Linked DNA regions of Pan troglodytes: region 2 is linked to region 1. Evidence: chromatin contacts called from public HiChIP or PLAC-seq data. All regions are on one chromosome and are shown on one strand. Each heading gives the region's core, a stretch centred on a gene start, on an enhancer-like site or on the middle of the called end of the contact. The rest is flanking DNA. Distances are from core to core; before and after follow the strand shown. Region 1 holds the start of PRCP (prolylcarboxypeptidase). Region 2 holds the start of CCDC90B (coiled-coil domain containing 90B).

Region 1 (4,797 bases), core at 518-3,017:
CATTTATTACAGGGATGGAGAAGGTAACATCTCAGTAAATGGTACTACTCACTAACCAGTAACTCAGACTAGATACCTAGGAGTCATTTGTCATTCCTCCCTTTCCTTCATATCCCACATCACACTCATCAGAAGGTACTTGAATCTACTTCCATACCTAGAAACCATCATTCACTTTTCCCTCATATATTCTGCCATCATCTTAATCCAAATCACCATTATCTCCTGTTTATGGTGCTGGATTAACCTCCTAACCATGATCTGGTCTCTGCCCATCTTTCCAGACTCATCTCATACAACTGTCCTTTCTAAATATATTCCAGCAATACTGGTCTTTCCTTAGATTCTTGAACATTAACATGTCAAGCTCTTTCCTGCCTCAGGACGTTTGCACAACCTGTTCACTCTGTTTAGAATGTTTTTCTTTCCCTCTTTTGCATGGTTGGATCACGCTCATCTTTTAGGCATCAGTATCAACTCCTTGGAAAGGTCTTCTTAGACCAGTCTAATTCACATAGTTTCCTTGTAAATTCTCCTTAATTCCATCCATAAAAGGTAAGTTCCATTAGAACAGGAATCTACCTTGTTCATCATTGGATCTCAGTACCTAGCAGTTCTTGGCACAGACGAAAGAAGCATTTAACTATCTGCAGAATAAACAAATAATTACTTGGTGCTCTGTGATCCAGTCCTGTGGGGTCAGGAAAGGGTTTCTGATTTAAAAGGCTTTGCAAACTGACTAAGAATTAGCCAGGTCAGGGACAGGGTCAGAAGACGGTTTGGGGTGAGAAGGATAGTGCACTTCAGGAACACAAAAGACATTCTATATGGCTGGAGCGGTGGAAAACCACTAGGGCTGAAGAGCCAGGCAAAAGTCAGATAGGAAAGAGTCTGCAAGTCATGTTAAAGACTTTGGGCTTAAACCTGAGGGCAAATAGGAGCGACTGAAAGGTTTTCAATGGGGAGTGCCTCGGTCAAATATGAACTTTATCAGCCCAGCAATGCGGAGACTGGACTGGAAGGTAGCAAGATTGAAAGCAGGAGAACCAGCTGGGGCGGGGGGGGGAGGGGGGGTTACTATCACAGCTATGTAGCAGTCATAGGGTCGAACCAAAATAACGTCAGTAAAAAACGGAGAGAAGTGAACAGATGAGATATTCAAGAGGCTGGTAGGGACTGGCAGGATGTGAAAAGGAAGAAAACTTTCAAGCTCTGGTTTAAGCACATGGCTCAGTTAAAGTATGTTCCTTCTAAGCCATCACAGCATTTTGGAAGATCCCCTTTCAGCACGTACTACTCTGCACAGTGGCCCGCTGAATACGTATTTGCACATTACAGAAACAAGAGTCGCGCCTTTTCCTATTTCCGATTCTAAAAGCTCACTCCGAGTCTAGCTCGATGGCACTGTAAGTGTTCAATAAACGTTCGTTAGGTGATTGCAAAAGCACTGAGTCTAAAATAAAATAACTGACGTTTATATTCTGTTACCCTCATGGCTGCCCGTTTACAGAGAACCACTTGTGAAAAAACAAGCGCCGGGCTCTGGGTGGGTCTCATTCATAATGAAGTTAAGAGCCTCCTTAGGAGTCTCCGGCTCTTGGGCTTCCCGAGAACCCCTTTACCCAGCTCACCTGGGGGAGAAGACCAGGAACGGGCCCAGGCGACGCACAGTGACTCGGACCGGCCGAACTCAGTAGCACGCCGGCAGCCTTCCAATCGAATCTCCCGCGTCCTTTTCCGCCGGAAGTAACGCTTTGGCTCTGATTACTCAGAGGCAATCAGAAGAAGGCGCCGCAGAGGGTGGAGCTTAGCGAGGAAATCCTACAAGCATCTGGGAACGACCATTTTCGTCAAACTGCGGGTAGAGTCTTTCTCCCCGACAGGTGGATCAGTAGTACAGTCCGTAAAATTGGATTTGGAGCTTCGCTGAGCCTCCTGGGCGTAGGGATCCCGGGGAAGTGTGGAGTGAGCCGCAGCGCCCTGGGGTCTGGCGGGGTGACTGAAAGAGGGAATGGAAGCTGGGTGAAGAGGGTTGAGGGAGCTTTGGAAGCCAGACCCGGCGCTGTCCTAGGGGCTAGCACTACCCACGGGCGGAGGGAGGAAGGGGGCGGTGGCAGGAGGCAGGAGGGGGGTGGAGCGCGGAGTGGGTTTTCGGGTGCCGGAGAAGAAAGGGGGCGTTATTTGAAAGAAGGGACCGGGACCTGGCGGGATTTAGGGGCGATGTGGACCCGGGGCGACCTGTGTAATGGATGGGTTGTGCGAGCAACACAGTTTTGGGGTGACCCAAGAACGGAGTATCATAGGGAGTGGTTAGGCTCCATGATGGAGGTGGGTGCAAGGAGCACAGTCTTTGGACCTGGACCCAGCGGTCTGCGACGACGTGCTCCGCTCACTGCTGAGTGATCTAGTGCAAGTTCCCGCACCTCTCTGAGCCTCAGTTTCCACATCTGTAGATGGGAATAACAATCATATACGACGCACAAGATTGCTGTGACGATTTAGTTAGAGGAGATGATGCGTGTGCCTTCCTGCCTCGTGATACACTGGCCTGTAGTGAACCTTCAATAAATTGTCATGGTAGCTGTTATTGCCATTATGTAGGATTTGCGGAAGGCAGGAGGTGTCGCAATGGAATTGGGGCGGCCAGGGCAGGGTTTGGTGGTGATAATAATGGTAGGGATATTGGGTGACCTGAAGGACAGGTGGGCTTCGGGGGCGCTATAGATAAAGCATGGGCTACAGCGATGAGGTAGGAAAAGGCCCTAGCATGATAAGGGCAGACTTGGGGTGTGACTGCAATGAAGGTGAGTGCTAAGGAGCAGATGGCACGAGAGGAAAGTGGAGTGGAGGCGGTGTCCTCGGGGATGGGGGCGGAGTGGCTGTGGTGACCTGGCTTGGGCGGCGTCTCTGAGGAGCTGGCTGGCTTTGGGTTTCCCCTGGGAGGAGCTGTTTTGCGGCGGGCGGAGCTGCAGGCTGGGCAGGGCTTAGCCTGTGCGCTTCTGCTGGCCTCCTTTTCGCCCTCCCACCCGCACTGCAGTCTCCAGCCTGAGCCATGGGCCGCCGAGCCCTCCTGCTCCTGCTTCTGTCTTTTCTGGCGCCCTGGGCCACCATAGCCCTCCGGCCGGCCTTAAGGGCCCTCGGCAGCCTACACTTGCCAACCAACCCCACATCCCTCCCGGCTGTAGCCAAGAACTATTCGGTTCTCTACTTCCAACAGAAGGTAAGGGGGCGCGGGGGCTTCGCCGTCCCAGGCCCAACCGCCGGGAACCCTGACCCTCAGAGCCCGGGCAACGGAGCCTACCTCGAAATTCACACCCCTTGATGCCTAGGATCTGTTCGGTTTTTGGCTAACATCTTCCAGAAGGTGGTCCCAAATCCCAGTTCTGTTTAAATTTTCTCCTCCCATTACCAATAATTTGGTAGTAGTTTTGGCTGCATACTCTTGATTCAGGCTTTTCTGTAATTGGACACGACAGTCACTTCAACTCCCTCTGCTCCCAGAGGGTGCCCCAATCCGAACTCCCTTGACCTTCCCTCAAATTCAAATTATTAAATGCCAGCTCTGGTACCTAGTCTGCGGTGATAGTCATCCTTTGCCCCAAGGCAGCCCTAAATACAAATTTTAATATCTTTACCTATTAGAAAATATTGGATAATTATCCATCCTAAAAGCCAGCCTCTCATAAGGGGTCAGCTCAGAGCTGATTTTGTAGCCCTATTATTAAGAATTGTTGACAGTCCCTATTCCCCATAAGACTGAATGTATGTAGCCTATGCTTGTAAAAGGAGTTGTAGGAGTTTGTGGTGGGGGTGGGGATTCGCCTTTCTATGGTCTGTAACGTGAAATTAGAGGTTTTTGGGCTTGATGCCTTTGTGCTTGGCTGCAGCATGAGGCATTCCCCCACAGGTCTTGATGGAAAAGTACATCCTCTGTGAAATGACAAGTAATCCTTACAGTTCAGCATTTCTGAAAGCCTGTGTAAAAATAGGAAAAGATTTGGAAAAGGTTGGGATTAGAAAGAGTGCAAGGGTCTGAAGCTTGGCTTTAGGAGTCAGATAGAACCGGATTCCACCCTGCTAGCTCTGTGACCTTGGGCAGGTTACAGTACTTCTGTGAGCCTAGTTCCTTGATCTCTTGGGGTTTGTGGTGATGGTTGAATGAGAGCAGATAACGTACTCTTAGCAGAGTATCTGGCTTCAAGTAGGCACTCATATAATATGTGGTTATAGACCTATGTGAAATTTTGTTGTTGTTAATTGTGTAGAGACAAGGCTCACTATGTTGCCCAGGCTAGTCTTGAACTTGTGGGCTTAATAATCCTTCTGCATCAGCCTCCCAAAGTGTTGGGATTACAGGCGTGAGCCACCGAGCCCAGCCCTTATGTGAATTTGGAATGGGAATTTGTGGTAGAGGGATGTCATAGACTTCCAGAATAACTTAGAAATAATTTAAAAATTTTTTTATTTTTAAAAATAGAGATGGGATTTTGTCATCTTGCCTAGGCTGGTCTTGAACTCCTGGGCTCAAGCGATGCCCCTGTCTTGGCCTCCCAAAGGGCTGGGATTGCAGGCGTGTGCCACTGTGTCCCCAGCCAAGAAACAATTTTTAACCCAGACATTTGAGTTCAAGTTTATGAGGAAGAGAAAACATTTTAATTTTAGCAGGGGTACTAGGAAATAATCTTTTTTCTCAGGCAACTCCCTTAAATTAATTCTGTAGGGCATAATTCCCTCATTTGTAAATTAGGAGGGTTGGGACAAGGACCAATGTGTTTTACACTTTACTGAGGAAAATTA
Region 2 (4,944 bases), core at 1,196-3,695, 380 kb before region 1:
CTATTCAGTAAATGGTGGTGGGATAACTGGCTAGCCATATGCAGAAGAATGAAACTGGACCCCCCTACCTCTCACCATATACAAAAATTAACTCAAGCTGGATTAAAGATTTAAAAGTAAGCCCTCAAACTATAAAAACTCTAGAAAAAAAAACTAGGAAATACCCTTCTTGACACAGGCTTTGGAAAAGAATTTATAGCTAAGTCCCCAACAGCAATTACAACAAAAATAAAAACTGACAATTGGGACCTAATTAAAGAGCTTCTGCACAGCAAAAGAAATTACCAACAGAGTAAGCAGATAGCCTAAGAATGGGAAGGAGAAAATATTTGCAAACTATGCATCTGACAAAGGTCTAACATCCAGAATCTATAAGGAATTTAAACAAACCAAGAAGTATAAAACAATCCAATTAAAAAATGAGCAAAGGACATGAACACACACTTCTCAAAAGAAGACATACAAATAGCCAACAAACATGAAAAAATCCTCAACACCACTGATCATTAGAGAAATGCAAATCAAAACTACAATGAGATGCCATCTCACACCCATCAGAATGGCAATTATTAAGAAAAAAATTCACATATTGGTTAGGCTGTGAAGAAAAGGGAACGCTTATACTCTGTTGATGGGAATGCAAACTAGTTCAGCCACTATGGAAAGCAGTTTGGAGATTTCTCAAAGAACTTAAAATACAACTACCATTCAACCCAGCAATCCCACTACTGGGTATATACCCAAAGGAAAATAATTCATGCCATCAAAAAGACACAGAGCTGGGCACCGCCGCTCATGCCTGTAATCCCAGCACTTGGGAGGCCTAGGCGGGTGGATAGTTTGAGCCCAGGAGTTCTGGACCAGCCTGGGCAACATGGCAAGACCCCATCTCTACAAAACATGCAAAAATTAGCCAGTTGTGGTAGTGCACACCTGTAGTCACAGCTACTTGGAAGCCTGAGGCAGGAGGATCAGTTAAGCCCAGGAAGTTGAGGCTGCAGTGAGCCATGCACGACTGCACTCCAGCCTGAGTGACGCAGCGAAACCCTGCCTCAAGACAAAAAAAAAAAAAAAGACACATGCAACCGTATGTTCATTGTAGTGCCATTCACGATAGCAAGGACATGAAATCAACCTAAGTGCCCATCAACAGTGGACTGGATAAAGAAAATGTGGTACATATACACCATGGAATATAATGCAGCCATAAAAATAAGGAAATTATACTCTTTGTAGCAACATGGATGGAACTGGAGCCATTATCCTATGTAACCTAATGCCAAGAACAGAAAACCAAATACACATGTTCTCACTTATAAGTAGGAGCTAAACATTGAATATATGATGGTAAACGTGGAAACAATAGGCATTGAGGATCATTAGATGAGGAAAGGGGGAGACGGACAGAGGGGCATGGGTTGAAAAAGCACCTGTTGAGTACTATGCTTACATCCTGTTGGGATCATTGGGACCCCTAACCTCGATATACCCTAAGGTTTTGCGTTTTGTATTTTGAAACTGGTAAGATCAAACTTTTTTCCCAATTTTTTTTTTTTTTTTTTTTAGATCGAGTCTCACTCTGTCGCCCAGGCTGGAGTGCAATGGTGTGATCTCGACTCACTGCAACCTCCGCCTCCAGGATTCAAGCGATTCTCCTACCTCAGCCTCCTGAGTAGCTGGGATTACAGGCATGTGCCACCACACCCGGCTAATTTTGTATTTTTAATATAGACAGGGTTTCTCCATGTTGGTCAGGTTGGTCTCGAACTCCCGACCTCAGGTGATCTGCCCGCCTCGGCCTCCCAAAGTGCTGGAATTACAGGCATGAGCCACCACGCCCAGCCATCCCAGTGTTTTAAATAACAATTTATATTTCCTTTTCATGAATTGTCTGTTAAAGCAGTTGTTGGCGGGCATCAAGTTTTGTTCTTTCAATGTGCTTCGGGCCTTAGAAATGGTGTTTGTTACTTAGTTGACTCTCACAAAGCTTTGAATACATATAGATAGAAACCTAGCCGTAATTGTTTAGAATCTTGCGAGAGTAAGCCACTAACACCGCACAACTGTGTGCCATTTTAGAACTTACAGAGAATATTCATGAGTATTAGTGCATTTTAATACAACTACTGTGCATTGTTGCTTTCAGCATTTTACTATGCGGAGCAGTCTTGAGTAACTGAGGTCTGAGAAGGATAAATGGTGAAAATTCAAGGAATTTCTCCTAGAAACGGAGGAATTCGGCTTCCCTAAAGAAAGGACATACCGACTGAAATAGTTGGTCCTCCCGTGCACCAGAGGGTGAAGCAGCAGGATGTGACGCCTCACGATAAGTGAGCGGCTTGCTGGACTACACTTCCCAGAAGGTTTCGTTGGCCCTCGCACTACGCAATCACCCAGAACGCTCAGCGGCCGAAAACTTCAGGTCCCAGGCTGCTGTGCGGCTAAATGCGACTCCATCTCCTCCGACCCAAGCGCGTAATGGCCGCTGGCTATCTTGGGGGAGCCAGCTGTTGGACTATGCCCCACTGCCAGGAAACAGGCGCCGGAAGGTTCTCTGACAAGATCTCGCTTTCCTAGGGCGGTAAAGGCGTTCACAGGTCGGGAAGGGGCGCTGGGAGAAGCGGGGCAGCGCTGAGCCATGCTCGCGAACTGTGGGTCTGTCTGTGAAGAGGCCCAGTTTCGTGGGACCACGGTGGCGCCTGCGCTGGGAGGTGAGCTTGTGACAGAGCGAAAACTACAATTCCCAGCATTCCTGTGGTGCCAGAACTACCTTGCCCGAAAGCCTGTGCGAGATTTACCCCGTCTTCCGCCTCCCTCCCACCGGAAAACTCTGAGGACATGAATAGTCGCCAGGCTTGGCGGCTCTTGCTCTCCCAAGGCAGAGGAGATCGTTGGGTTTCAAGGCCCCGCGGGCATTTCTCGCCGGCCCTGCGGAGAGGTGAGGCAAGGCGTCGTGTCATAGATGCCTGAGTGCTTTCTAGGGAGACGATGCCCGTGGGGTCGCGCCTGCTCGAGCGAACGGGAAGAGAAGGTGCCACGCCCTCCTCCCGGATTCACGCCTTGTGCTGGCGACGCCGCTGCCTGCTGCCCCGACTTGCCCAGCTCGCCCCAAGGGGCGAGGACTGAGGAAAGCACTGCCTTTCTGTTCTTAAAGCGAACCTTTGAAGGCCTGGGCTTCGCGCCCGGCTTCTTTCTCAGCCGTTGTTTCCGTTTTTTGGTGACAAGAGGCTAGTAATCTCGTAGGTTTGTCAGGAGCCAACGTAAGGTAATCTGTGTTTGAGGGTGTCCAGTTTTCTTTTGTGGCCTGATCAAATTTTGATTTTGTTTTTTTAGGTGCTGGCCTCGAGCCCAGGTTTTTGGTAGACAGCATCATAAATTTCAGGCCACGTCTGCCTTATTCTCACTGGAATTCTCAGTACATTTCAGTCACATTGTAGACTTTGGGAAAATAAGTGAATACTGGAACCCACAAGTTTCCAACCTGTTGGCACCCCTGTTAACAGGGTGTCCTGAAGACATCTAACTTTATTCAGAGAAATGTTTCTAGGGCTAGGTTTTTGTTGTCGTCGTTTTCACCCCCAGTTTTTAAACTTCCCTCCCAGTTTTAAACCGTTGTCCACAAAATAGGCGAATAGGCACCTCTTATCTCTGTTCACCTTCTTGAATCTTCAGTGCCAGGTACGCTGAGCCATTCGGTACCCAAACACTTCTACGCTGTTATTTATACTCCATATTGTTACTTGTGCTATTTTGCTCATTGTTTCATTTTAATCCACACCAGTAACAGCTGCAGTCAAAACTGCAGTTGTTGATCCTCCATCTGTGAGATTGCTGTTTAGCTGCCAGGGTCATTCACAAGGTCTCTTTTGTTAGGTATTTGAGTGTTTAGCATACATACACATTATGATGGATTTTACAAAAAGGAGGTAGCACTTTTGAACTCCAGGAAGTCATCCAGCTGCCATCTTTGTTGACTTTTACAGGTGTACTTTACATATCCAAATGAAAACAAAATTAAATGTTCTTAGAGAATGAACTTTGAAGTGCATATCATACTGGGAAATAAATGACCATAAGTACATGTTAATGTTTTAACATAAAAGTTATCCCACTTGAATCTGAGTGTTCTTGGAGAAACCTTAAATCTCTTCTTACAACTAGTAGGATTTGTGTCCTTCCTCACTAAACAAATATTGAATGTTTATTTTATACAAGTAGTTTAAACTTGCCTAATAATGTCAATAATCAAGGGATTTGAAAACCTTGACCTCTGACCAATGGAAGGACCTTAGTTATTCTAATGCAACTAGTGTAGCACGTTAGTAGACCAGCATGTAAGAATATATGCTGTTAATGCCTGTTCTTTTGAATTCCTGACAGAAAAGTAACTGGCTATACACTGAAGTGTTTCAGCTGTAAAATTAGCAGTAAATTAATATAAAACTTGCAGCTTAAATTTAATGGGACAACACTTTACATGTTTGCTTGGTTGTTTTTTCAAAAGTAAAATTTGACCTTTTCCAGCAAAGAGGAGCTTGGTGCAAGATAGGCCAGAGTTCCAATCTACAATCTATGACTTAGTAGTTTTGTGAAACTGGTTAAACCTTTAAACTCTTGAGTTTGTATCTCGCTATTACGAACAAACAAATCCACAAGATAGGTATCAAAGAAACAAAAGTAGTAACAATGAAAGGAAAGGTTTGGGGTTTTGTACAGATGTTTAAGTCTGTACAAAACTCTTCAAATTATTAAGGATCTGTTATTCCACTTTGAGCTGGAAACACTGATTCTGGGCACTTCATCTCCCCTACCTATTAATATGGCTGCAAAGACTTACGTATTTTTATTTTTTATTTTTTTGAGACAGGGTCTCTGTCACTCAGGCTGGTGTGCCTTGGCGCCATCTCGGCTCCCTGCAGCCTCTGCCTCCCAGGCTCAGGTGAT

Evidence for each region. HiChIP or PLAC-seq counts read pairs in DNA pulled down with a chosen protein or histone mark.
Region 2: a contact with region 1 is called in an H3K4me3 HiChIP or PLAC-seq map of stem cell-derived excitatory neurons, with 5 times the contacts expected there. The contact joins the promoter of CCDC90B here to the promoter of PRCP in region 1. A contact is called at or near these places in 1 of 7 Hi-C or Micro-C datasets (stem cell-derived neural progenitor cells) and 1 of 1 datasets of contacts at active chromatin or transcription factors (stem cell-derived excitatory neurons).

Annotation. Positions count from the first base shown.
Region 1 is chr9:84,927,749-84,932,545 of NHGRI_mPanTro3-v2.0_pri, reverse strand. PRCP (prolylcarboxypeptidase) reads left to right here and starts at 1,767. Exons shown (of 9, transcript XM_009423827.5): 1 at 1,767-1,861. It overlaps DDIAS (DNA damage induced apoptosis suppressor), which reads right to left and starts at 3,215. Exons shown (of 6, transcript XM_054661577.2): 1 at 2,890-3,215; 2 at 1,632-1,999.
Region 2 is chr9:85,313,174-85,318,117 of NHGRI_mPanTro3-v2.0_pri, reverse strand. CCDC90B (coiled-coil domain containing 90B) reads left to right here and starts at 2,445. Exons shown (of 9, transcript NM_001280260.1): 1 at 2,445-2,711. The coding sequence starts at 2,639. LOC107967372 (a long non-coding RNA gene) reads right to left here and starts at 2,703. Exons shown (of 4, transcript XR_002938555.3): 1 at 2,264-2,703.